2 separate regions of the Oncorhynchus mykiss genome follow, and region 1 is linked to region 2. A link is a contact called in public Hi-C data. All regions are on one chromosome and are shown on one strand. The core of a region is the stretch at or near the end of the contact, and the rest is flanking DNA. Distances in the headings are between cores, read along the strand shown.

Region 1 (4,469 bases), core at 615-3,114, 70 kb before region 2:
TTTTTCAGGATATCCAATTCCGATCTTTTCTTTTCGCTGCAACTCCTCAACGGGCTCGGGAGAGGCTAAAGTTGAGTCTTGCATCCTCAGAAACATGACCTGCCAAACCGCGCTTCTTAACACCTGCCCACTTAACCTGGAAGCCAGCTGCACCAATGTGTCGGAGGAAACACTGTTCAACTGACGACCAAAGTCAGCCTGCAGGCGCCCGGCGTGCGACAAGGAGTCACTAGAGCACGATGAGCCAAGTAAAGCCCCCCCGGCCAAATCCTCCGCTAACCCGGACGACGCTGGGCCAATTATGGGACTCCCAGTCACGACCGGTTGTGACACAGCCTGGGATCGAACCCGGGTCTATAGTGACGCCTCAAGCACTGCCATATGCAGTGCCTTAGACCGCTGCACCACTCAGAAGGCCTCATGATGTCTATTTTGATGCTAATTAGCATTTTTGAATCTGAGAGTAAATAGAGCTGAATGTATTGATAAGTCACCTTGTCTGAGAAAGATTTACATGGTTATCAAAATGTCACACCAAGGGTAAACCTACACGAAACAATCTCCTATGGGAAAATTTATGTTGGGGGGAAAAAACGATTGGAACCATTTCCCTGTTTGACTACTAGGTTTTATGGGTATTATGACACCTTCACTGTGGGGCTATATAAGGTAGGGGTGTCAAACTCATTCCACGGAGGGTCTAGTGTCTGCAGGTTTTGGTTTGTCCTTCAGCCAAGCGTAGGCTGAAGTGGTATCAAGCTCGCCGCCAATGGACTCTGGAGCAGTGGAAACGCATTCTCAGGAATGATTAATCACGCTTCACCATCTGGCAGTCCGACGGACAAATCTGGGTTTGGCGGATGCCAGGAGAACTCTACCTGCTCAAGTGCATATTGCCAACTGTAAATTTTGGTGGAGGAGGAATAATGGTCTGGGGCTGTTTTTCATGGATCGGGCTAAGCCCCTTCGTTATAGTGAAGGGAAATCTTAACACGACAGCATACAATTCATTTTTTGATGATTCTGTGCTTCCAATTTTGTGGCAACCGTTTGGGGAAGCCTCCCGATTTAGCACAGTGGTCTAAGGCACTAGCTGTGCCAATAGAGATCCTGGTTCGAGTCCAGGCTCTGTCGCAGCCAGCTGTGACCGAGAGACCCATGAGGCGGCACACAATTGGCCCAGCATCGTCCGGGTTAGGGGAGGGTTTGGCCGGCAGGGATGTCCTTGTCCCATTGCGCTCTAGCGACTCCTGTGGCGGACCGGTTGCATGCACAATGACACGGTCGCCAGGTGTACAATGTTTCCTCTGACACATTGGTGTGGCTGGCTTCTGGGTTAAGCGGGCGTTGTGTCAAGAAGCAAGGTGGCTTGGTTGGGTCGTGTTTGTTTCAGAGGACACATGGCTCTCGACCTTCTCTTCTCCCGAGTCCGTAAGGGAGTTGCAGTGATGAGACAAGACTAACTTCCAGTTGGATACCATGAAATTGGGGAGAAAAAGGGGTATAAATAAATAAATAAAAATTATATATAGGGGAAAGGCTTTTTCCTGTTTCAGCATGACAATGTCCCCGTCAGCATGACAATGTCCCCGTGCTCAAAGCGAGGTTCATACAGAAATGGTTTGTCAAGATCGGTGTGGAAGAACTTGACTGGCCTGCACAGAGTTCTGACCTCAAACACCTTTTGGGATTAATTGGAATGCAGACTACGAGCAAGGACTAATCACCCAACATCAGTGCCCGACCTCACTAATGCTCTTGTGGCTGAATGGAAGCAAGTCCACACAGCAATGTTCCAACATCTAGTGGAAAGCAGCAGAGGGGGACCATATCAGTTCCCATGGTTTTGGAATGAGAATGAGTTTTGGAATGAGATGTTCGATGGACAGGTGTCCACATACCTTTGGTCATGTAGTGTCTATAGGCCTCTGTACCCTCCGTGGGGGTCCGTGGTTACAGCTAGGGGGAGGCGTTGTACAGTGGTCACACAACCAGGAAGAGCTTGATAGAAAAAGTCTCGCAGCCTAAGTGAAGTGTCAGTAGCCAGGCACAGAGAACAGCAGGTCTCGACGTCCCTGACAACCCCTAAACTCGTGCCAATAACTATTATTGGATTCGGAAACGGAGCGGGAAGAGTAAATGTATTTGAATTTTAAAGCTTATTTTGTGAATTTGGTTTATCGTTTGAGCTAGAATATTGTCAATTTGAAACAGCAGAGAAACTCGAGTGGCTTTTGAGGTTTACAGTCCCAACCTACTAGAGACAGTCTTCCCTATCCTTTGCCATGGCTTCGACAACCTGTACCAGATTTACCGACGAGTATAATCTCTACGAAGAGCTGGGAAAGTAAGTATTACAATGTTTTTTAAAACATTTTTTAAGCCATCTTGATTGCGTTATGTTTAAGTACTGACGCTCTAAACGATTGGTTCTTAATAAGATTACCTGTTACCTGCGTGGTGCACAGAAACGGCGCTTACTGTATTTACATGTTGTCTTTAAATAATTATCCTAAACCTGTCCTCTTTAAAAGCGTTTTTTTTTTAAAATATATTTTTAATTCGGTTTAATGTTTACGTAGTATTTCAATAGGTCTTGGCAAGTCCCCGCCCTTTTAGTGGAGTAACCATTGTAGTAAGGGCGTTGAAATTCCCAAGTGGTGCGTTTTCGTTTATAAAGGGTAGCGCCTCCAAGTTTATCGAAAAACCTTTCTTCAGAAGCAATGTCATCCTCAGCTCTCAGCTAAATGAAAGTGCCCATGTAAATGTGACCTATTGATCCGCTCTTTATTATTATTGCCCAATGCCCACGTGTCATTATGCTTGTTCTTGCAGTTATTGGCAACACATTGATATTAATGATGGTGTATTGTAGGTCCAAGGGTCACCGTTTTAAATTGGTAACAGCCCTCTATCTCTGTGTGACTGAGAAGATGCCCTTGGCATTACTGACTGTAGACTGCCCTACTGTACCAGCACAGGGCGCCTTTGCGGGGGTGGGGACAATAATTATGTCACTCGCACTTTCTCTGTCTTCAGTGCTATTTTCAGCGACGTGTCAAGAAGTGGTGCGAGGCTCCAGTGCTTGTAGTCTATTTCTCTTTCTTTGGCATTACATGTGCTGGACTATATGCAAACCTCTCAAATTTGACTAGTTACCCAGGGATCCACGGGGCACCTTTTTTTTTGTCTCACCTGTTTAAAACGATAGAAACAAATGTTTTGATTTGTCACCACTGCCTTTTTATGTCTCAATAAATGACCATTTTAAAGTCAAGTCAATCAGCTCCATTGTTTGAGTACTCATCTGTTTTTATGTTTTCCTAAAGGGGAGCTTTCTCCATAGTGAAAAGATGCATGAGGATCTCCAGCGGACAGGAGTATGCTGCCAAAATCATCAACACAAAGAAGCTATCTGCTCGGGGTAGGATCCTCTACCATGTCTTTGCAGTTTCTGTTGACAACAACTGAATATCCCAACAACTCCCTGTTATGTCAAAAGTTTTCAGTGAGATGCACAGGTGGTGGCTTTTGCCTGGTATTTATCTTCAAATGACACGGGAACATGGTACACAAGTGGTATGCAAGCGTTTCCCAAAAACGTTGTCCTTGGGACACCAAGGGATGCACTTTTTATTAAATTTTTTACACTGATTCAAATGATCAAAGCTTGATGATTAGTTTATTATTTTAATCAATTATGTAGTGCTAGGGCGAAAACCAAAACGTGCACCCCTTGGGGTCCCGAGGACCGAGTTTAGGAAGCCCTTGTGGTATGCAGTTCCAGAGAAGGATCCATTGTTGCCACATATTGCTCAGTAAATACCAGAGCTGGAACCAAGTCGCACTCATTTGAGTCACAAGGTCGGAGTCTCAAGTCAAGTCCCAAGTAGAACGGGTCAAGTCTCGAGTCAAGTCCAAGTCGTACATTATAAAAGCAAGTCGTAACCTGTCCTATCAAAACACACAGGTAGAGAGCAAGACTGCACAGCCTCCCCTTGAGAAACCAAATCAGACCTTTCTAACAGGATTACAAACGGGTACATATAAGCAATTGGCCACTCGCAGGACCATACAAGTAACCAGTTGGCAAATACAACCACTAAACTGGTTCGACAATGTTTTTTTTTTTTAAAGGCAATTTCCACAGCCATTGTTACATTGGTACATTCATCTTAATCAGACGTAATGATTATTAATGGTATTTCATCACCATTCATCACCATTCATACATGGAACAATCATTTTCTCTTATTCAACGTTCTGACCCCAAAGCGTGGCCCGCCCTCCTATTACGCACCACCAGAATGAGAAACACAGGACACATGGAACTCTGACATAACCCGGGAAATGTGAACAAAGGAAACACACGTTGGGTTAAATGAACAGAACTTAAGTGTTCCGAACGTTCACTGGGCCCAGAGGGTAAGATATGGTCCATTTTAAAGGTATCAAACATGAAACAGAAC
Region 2 (4,666 bases), core at 1,932-4,431:
TTTTCTGCACACACGCCACAGAGTCGCTTGAGGTATGCAAACGCACATTTGGACAAGCCAGCTTCATTTTGGAATAAGGTGCTGTGGACTGATGAAACAAAGATTGAGTTTGGTCATAACAAGGGACGTTATGCATGGTGGCAAAGAGCACAGCGTTCCAAGAAAAACACTTGCTACCCACAGTAAAATTGGGTGGGGATTCCATCATGCTGTGTGGCCAGTGCCGGTACTGGGAATCTTGTTAAAGTTGAGGGTCGCATGGATTCCACTCAATATCAGCAGATTCTTGGGAATAATGTTGAAGAATCAGTCACAAGGTTGACGTTACGCCGGGGCCGTATATTTCAACGAGACAACAACCCAAAACCCTGCTCAAAATCTACCCGGGCATTTATGCAGAGGAACAAGTACAATGTTCTGGAATGGCCACCCCAGTCCCCAGACCTGAATATCATTGAGAATCTGTGGGATGATTTGAAGCGGGCTGTCCATGCTCGGCAACCATCAAACCTAACTGAACTGGAAATGTTTTGTAATGAGGAATGGTCCAAAATAACTTCATCCAGAATCCAGGCACTCTTTAGAGGCTATGGGAAGCATCTAGAGGCTGTTATTTTAGAAAAAGGAGGCTCTACTAAATATTGATTTGATTTTTCTATTGGGGTGCCCAAATTTATGCACCTGTCTAATTTTGTTTTGATGCATATTGCACATTTTCTGTTAATACAATAAACCTAATTTCACTACTGAAATATTACTGTGACCATCAGTTATTTGATAGATCAAAATGAAATTGCTGATCCAAACACCCAATTATTTATAAATGGAAATCATGGAAATTGTCAGGGGTGCATATATATACGATCATATTTACATAAGTATTCAGACCCTTTACTCAGTACTTTGCTGAAACGCCTAGAGTCTTCTTGGGTATGACGCTACACACTTGGCACGCCGGTATTTGGGGAGCTTCTCTGCGATCCTCAAATTCTGTCAGGTTGGATGGGGAGTGTTGCTGCACAGCTATTTTCAGGTCCCTCCAGAGATGTTCGATCGTGTTCAGGTCCGGGCTCTGGCTGGGCCACTCAAGGATATTGAGACTTGTCCCAAAGCCATTCCTGTGTTGTCTTGGCTGTGTGTTTAGGGTCATTGTCCGGTTGGAAGGTGAACCTTCGCCCCCAGTCAGAGGTCCTGAGCTCTCTGGAGCAGGTTTTCATCAAGCATCGCTCTTTAATTTGCTCCGTTCATCTTTCCCTTGATCCTGACTAGCCCCCCTATCCCTGCCACTGAAAAACATCCCCACAGCATGTTGCTCTCACCACCATGATTCACTGTAGCGAGGGTACAGGTTTCCTCCAGACGTGACCCTTGGAAATTCAGGCCAAAGAGTTCAATCTTGGTTTCATCAGATCAGAGAATCTTGTTTCTCATGGTCTGAGTCCTTTAGGTGCCTTTTGCCAAACTCCAAGCGGGCTGTCATGTGTCTTCCGTCTGGCCACTTTACCATAAAGGCCTGATGCCTGGAGTGCTGCAGAGGTGGTTGTCCTTCTGGAAGGTTCTCCCATCTCCACAGAGGAACTCTGGAGCTCTGACAGAGTGACCATTGGGTTCTTGGTCACTTCCCTGACCAAGGCACTTCTCCCCTGATTGCTCAATTTGGCTGGGTAGCCAGCTCTAGGAAGAGTCTTGATTTTTCCAAACTTGTTCCATTTAAGAATGATGGTTCTTGGGGACCTTCAATGCTGCAGAAATGTTTTGGTACCCTTCCCGAAATCTGTGCCTCGACATAATCCTGTCTCGGAGCTCTACAGACAATTCCTTCGACCTCATGGCTTGGTTTTTCTCTGACATGCACTGTCAACTGTGGGAACTTATGCAGACAGCTGTGTGCCTTTCCAAATCATGTCCAATCAATTGAATTTAACACAGGTGGACTCCAATGAAGTTGTAGAAACATCTCAAGGATGGTCAATGGAAACCAGATGCATCTGAGCTCAATTTCACATCTCATAGCAAAGGTTCTGAATACTTATATAAATAAGGTATTTCTGTTTGCAAAAAAAAAATTCAAAAAACGTTTTTGCTTTGTCATGATGGGGTTGTGTGTGTAGATTGATGAGGAAAACAAGTTATTTAATCCATTTCAAAATAAGGCTGTAACATAACAAAATGTGGAAAAAGTGAAACGGTGAATACCTTCCGAATGCACTGTATGTAGAATGGTGAGAATCGCAATAAATATAGTTTCGGCACCTAAGTATCGTAAACTCAGCAAAAAAAGAAACGTCCTCTCACTGTCAACTGTGTTTATTTTCAGCAAACTCAACATGTGTAATTATTTATACGAACATAAGTTAAGTTTCAACAACCGAGACATGTGACTAACAGAAATTGAATATTGTGTCCCTGAGCAAAGGGGTTGTCAAAAACAGTCAGTGTTTGGTGTGGCCACCAGCTGCATTAAGTACTGCAGTGCACATCCTCCTCATGGACTGCACCAGATTTGCCAGTTCTTGCTGTGAGATGTCTCTTTGCAGCATGTCTAAGGCACGTTCTTTTGGTGTTTTTCAGAGTCAGTAGAAAGGCCTCTATAGTGTCCTAAGTTTTCATAACTGTGACCTTAATTGCCTACCGTCTGTAAGCTGTTAGTGTCTTAACAACTTTTCCACAGGTGCATGTTCATTAATTGTTTATGGTTCATTGAACAAGCATGGGAAACGCTGTTTAATCCCTTTACATTGAAGATTTGTGAAGTTGTTTGAATTTTTACAAATGATCTTTGAAAGACGGGGTCCTGAAAAAGGGCTGTTTCTTTTTTTGCTGAGTTTATATGTGTCAGGATAATATTGAAATGGCCAGGTCCCTGGCAATTCCCAGCCCTACCTGTTAGTGGGGCATATTCATTTGTAAGCACACTGTACATGTAGTAATTGCTAGATAAATGAATAATTTTATTCTATTTCCTCCATGTGTGTCCCCAGACGCTCTCCAGGCAGGACGTGGGAATAGCTAACACAGATGTGCTCCGTAGATTGCCTCCTCTCTTAGGTTCTGTTCACCAGTACCATCTTCTCTTCATCGGCTTCCTTTCTGTCAGTTGTCTTTTCTCCTCACCGCTCCCTTCCGGGTGAATTTACATAATCATCCAAAGAACAGAAGGGTTCATCGCAATTACCATTGGTTCAGAGCTGGCCAAGCTTGCAAAGATAGATAAGATATGTTCACGAGCTTACACACTTGGTCTGTGAGCAATGTTTTGCATTGTCACTGTTGTTTTGAATATTTTGTAAATGTGTATGTTTGTTCAGAGGTGTCAACGCAGAGTTTTGAGGCATCGCTCAACTCATGCCCCCAAGGATATTTACATGATTCATATTTATGGAAATCTAAGTGGGCAGCTCCAAAGGTGGCCCCAAAGGCAATGAAGACGTGCACACTGGTGCAGCCGTCCAGGCTGTTTGTGTCCCTGCTCTACACCCAGCCCTCTCCTCTTCCCCTGATGTTCCTCTGCACAGGAGTCTCTAGAACTTAAACACTCCTTATTTATTCCTACCAGTAGACAGCACTTTATTTTCCAGTTCTGTTTCCACTGGTATTTACTGTGTGTGGGTGTGTGTACAAGGAAAGGGTGTTGTAGTTTTTAAAAAACATTTTTGCATTGTTTTCTCACCCTCCAGTCAAATTATGTGATGGGCTTGTAAATTACTCTTAACAGTCTAATCTTCTCATAGACTCTGATGTAGTGAAGAAATTGGAATATACCACTGCTCCGCACGGGTATTTTAAATAGACCAAACGCCTTTCTCCTCCTTTAAGGATTCCAAGGTTAATCCGTTGGCTGATCAAGTGTGTTTATTTCCAATGGCAGCATGCCAAAACGAACCTTATATGTTCCACAGATGTCAAAGTGGGCTGGAAATCCCCGTCTCGCTCTGAGTAGTTCCTGAAACTCTGGGCCCTAGTTAAAGCCAATTAATGCCCCCGGAGTTTTCCCTTGGTGAGGTCATCTGGACAGTGAACAACTCAGGGCTGTATTTAGAGGGGACACAGTAAAGTATGTATTGGCTTCGAGGTCTGTTTGCCTGGCTCCTTATGATGCATCACAGTTAGTTTGAACGCTAGCCTTTTGATCTGAGTGATTTGATTAGTGTTCCTTCCATATAGCTCTCTCCCCAGCAACAATGTCTGTGCTTCTTCATATGCTACTGCATGTTACATCCATATTTCACCATTTTTTTGACGCACATCGATATCACTCCAGAAGAAAAACTTTACGTCTACTCTCCCTCGCTCTTTCGAACAGTCCATCCAGCTCAATGCCCATTACTTCCACTATCTTTCCATCTCTCTCTATCACTCCCTTGTGCATTGGCAGCAGTTTTGGCGGTGTTTAATTTGGCAGCTGGAGGGGGAAATCGGTGCCAATTTATTTAAAATGCTGCATTTAATTTGACTAAGGGCTGTTAAAAAAAAAAGGGTGCCGCTCTTAGGCAGCTGAGATTAGTGAATTGCGGGGATGAAAGCTTTTCTTTCCTTTTACCCAAATAAACCTGGCCAGAAGAATGACGAGACAAATGAGGCAAATTACATTGACCGTGAATAAAGGTAAAACACATATAATTATGTTACATACACCTGCCTTTATATTTTTAATGCATTACTACGA

What was found. A called contact is a pair of places that touch in the nucleus more often than the background predicts.
Region 1: a Hi-C map of blood shows a contact between it and region 2, with 11 times the contacts expected there. The contact joins the promoter of camk2d1 here to the enhancer-like site in region 2. A contact is called at or near these places in 3 of 3 Hi-C or Micro-C datasets (blood and liver).

The regions. Positions count from the first base shown.
Region 1 is chr9:28,280,855-28,285,323 of USDA_OmykA_1.1, reverse strand. It overlaps camk2d1 (calcium/calmodulin-dependent protein kinase type II delta chain), which reads left to right and starts at 1,864. Exons shown (of 20, transcript XM_036987760.1): 1 at 1,864-2,347; 2 at 3,330-3,424. The coding sequence starts at 2,286.
Region 2 is chr9:28,212,441-28,217,106 of USDA_OmykA_1.1, reverse strand. All of the region lies in intron 4 of camk2d1 (calcium/calmodulin-dependent protein kinase type II delta chain), which reads left to right. Among protein-coding and RNA genes, the nearest start is that of camk2d1, 69 kb to the left of the region's middle. Within about 2 kb of position 3,181, at least 2 of the 11 cell types and tissues checked have an H3K27ac peak or open chromatin away from gene starts, as enhancers often do.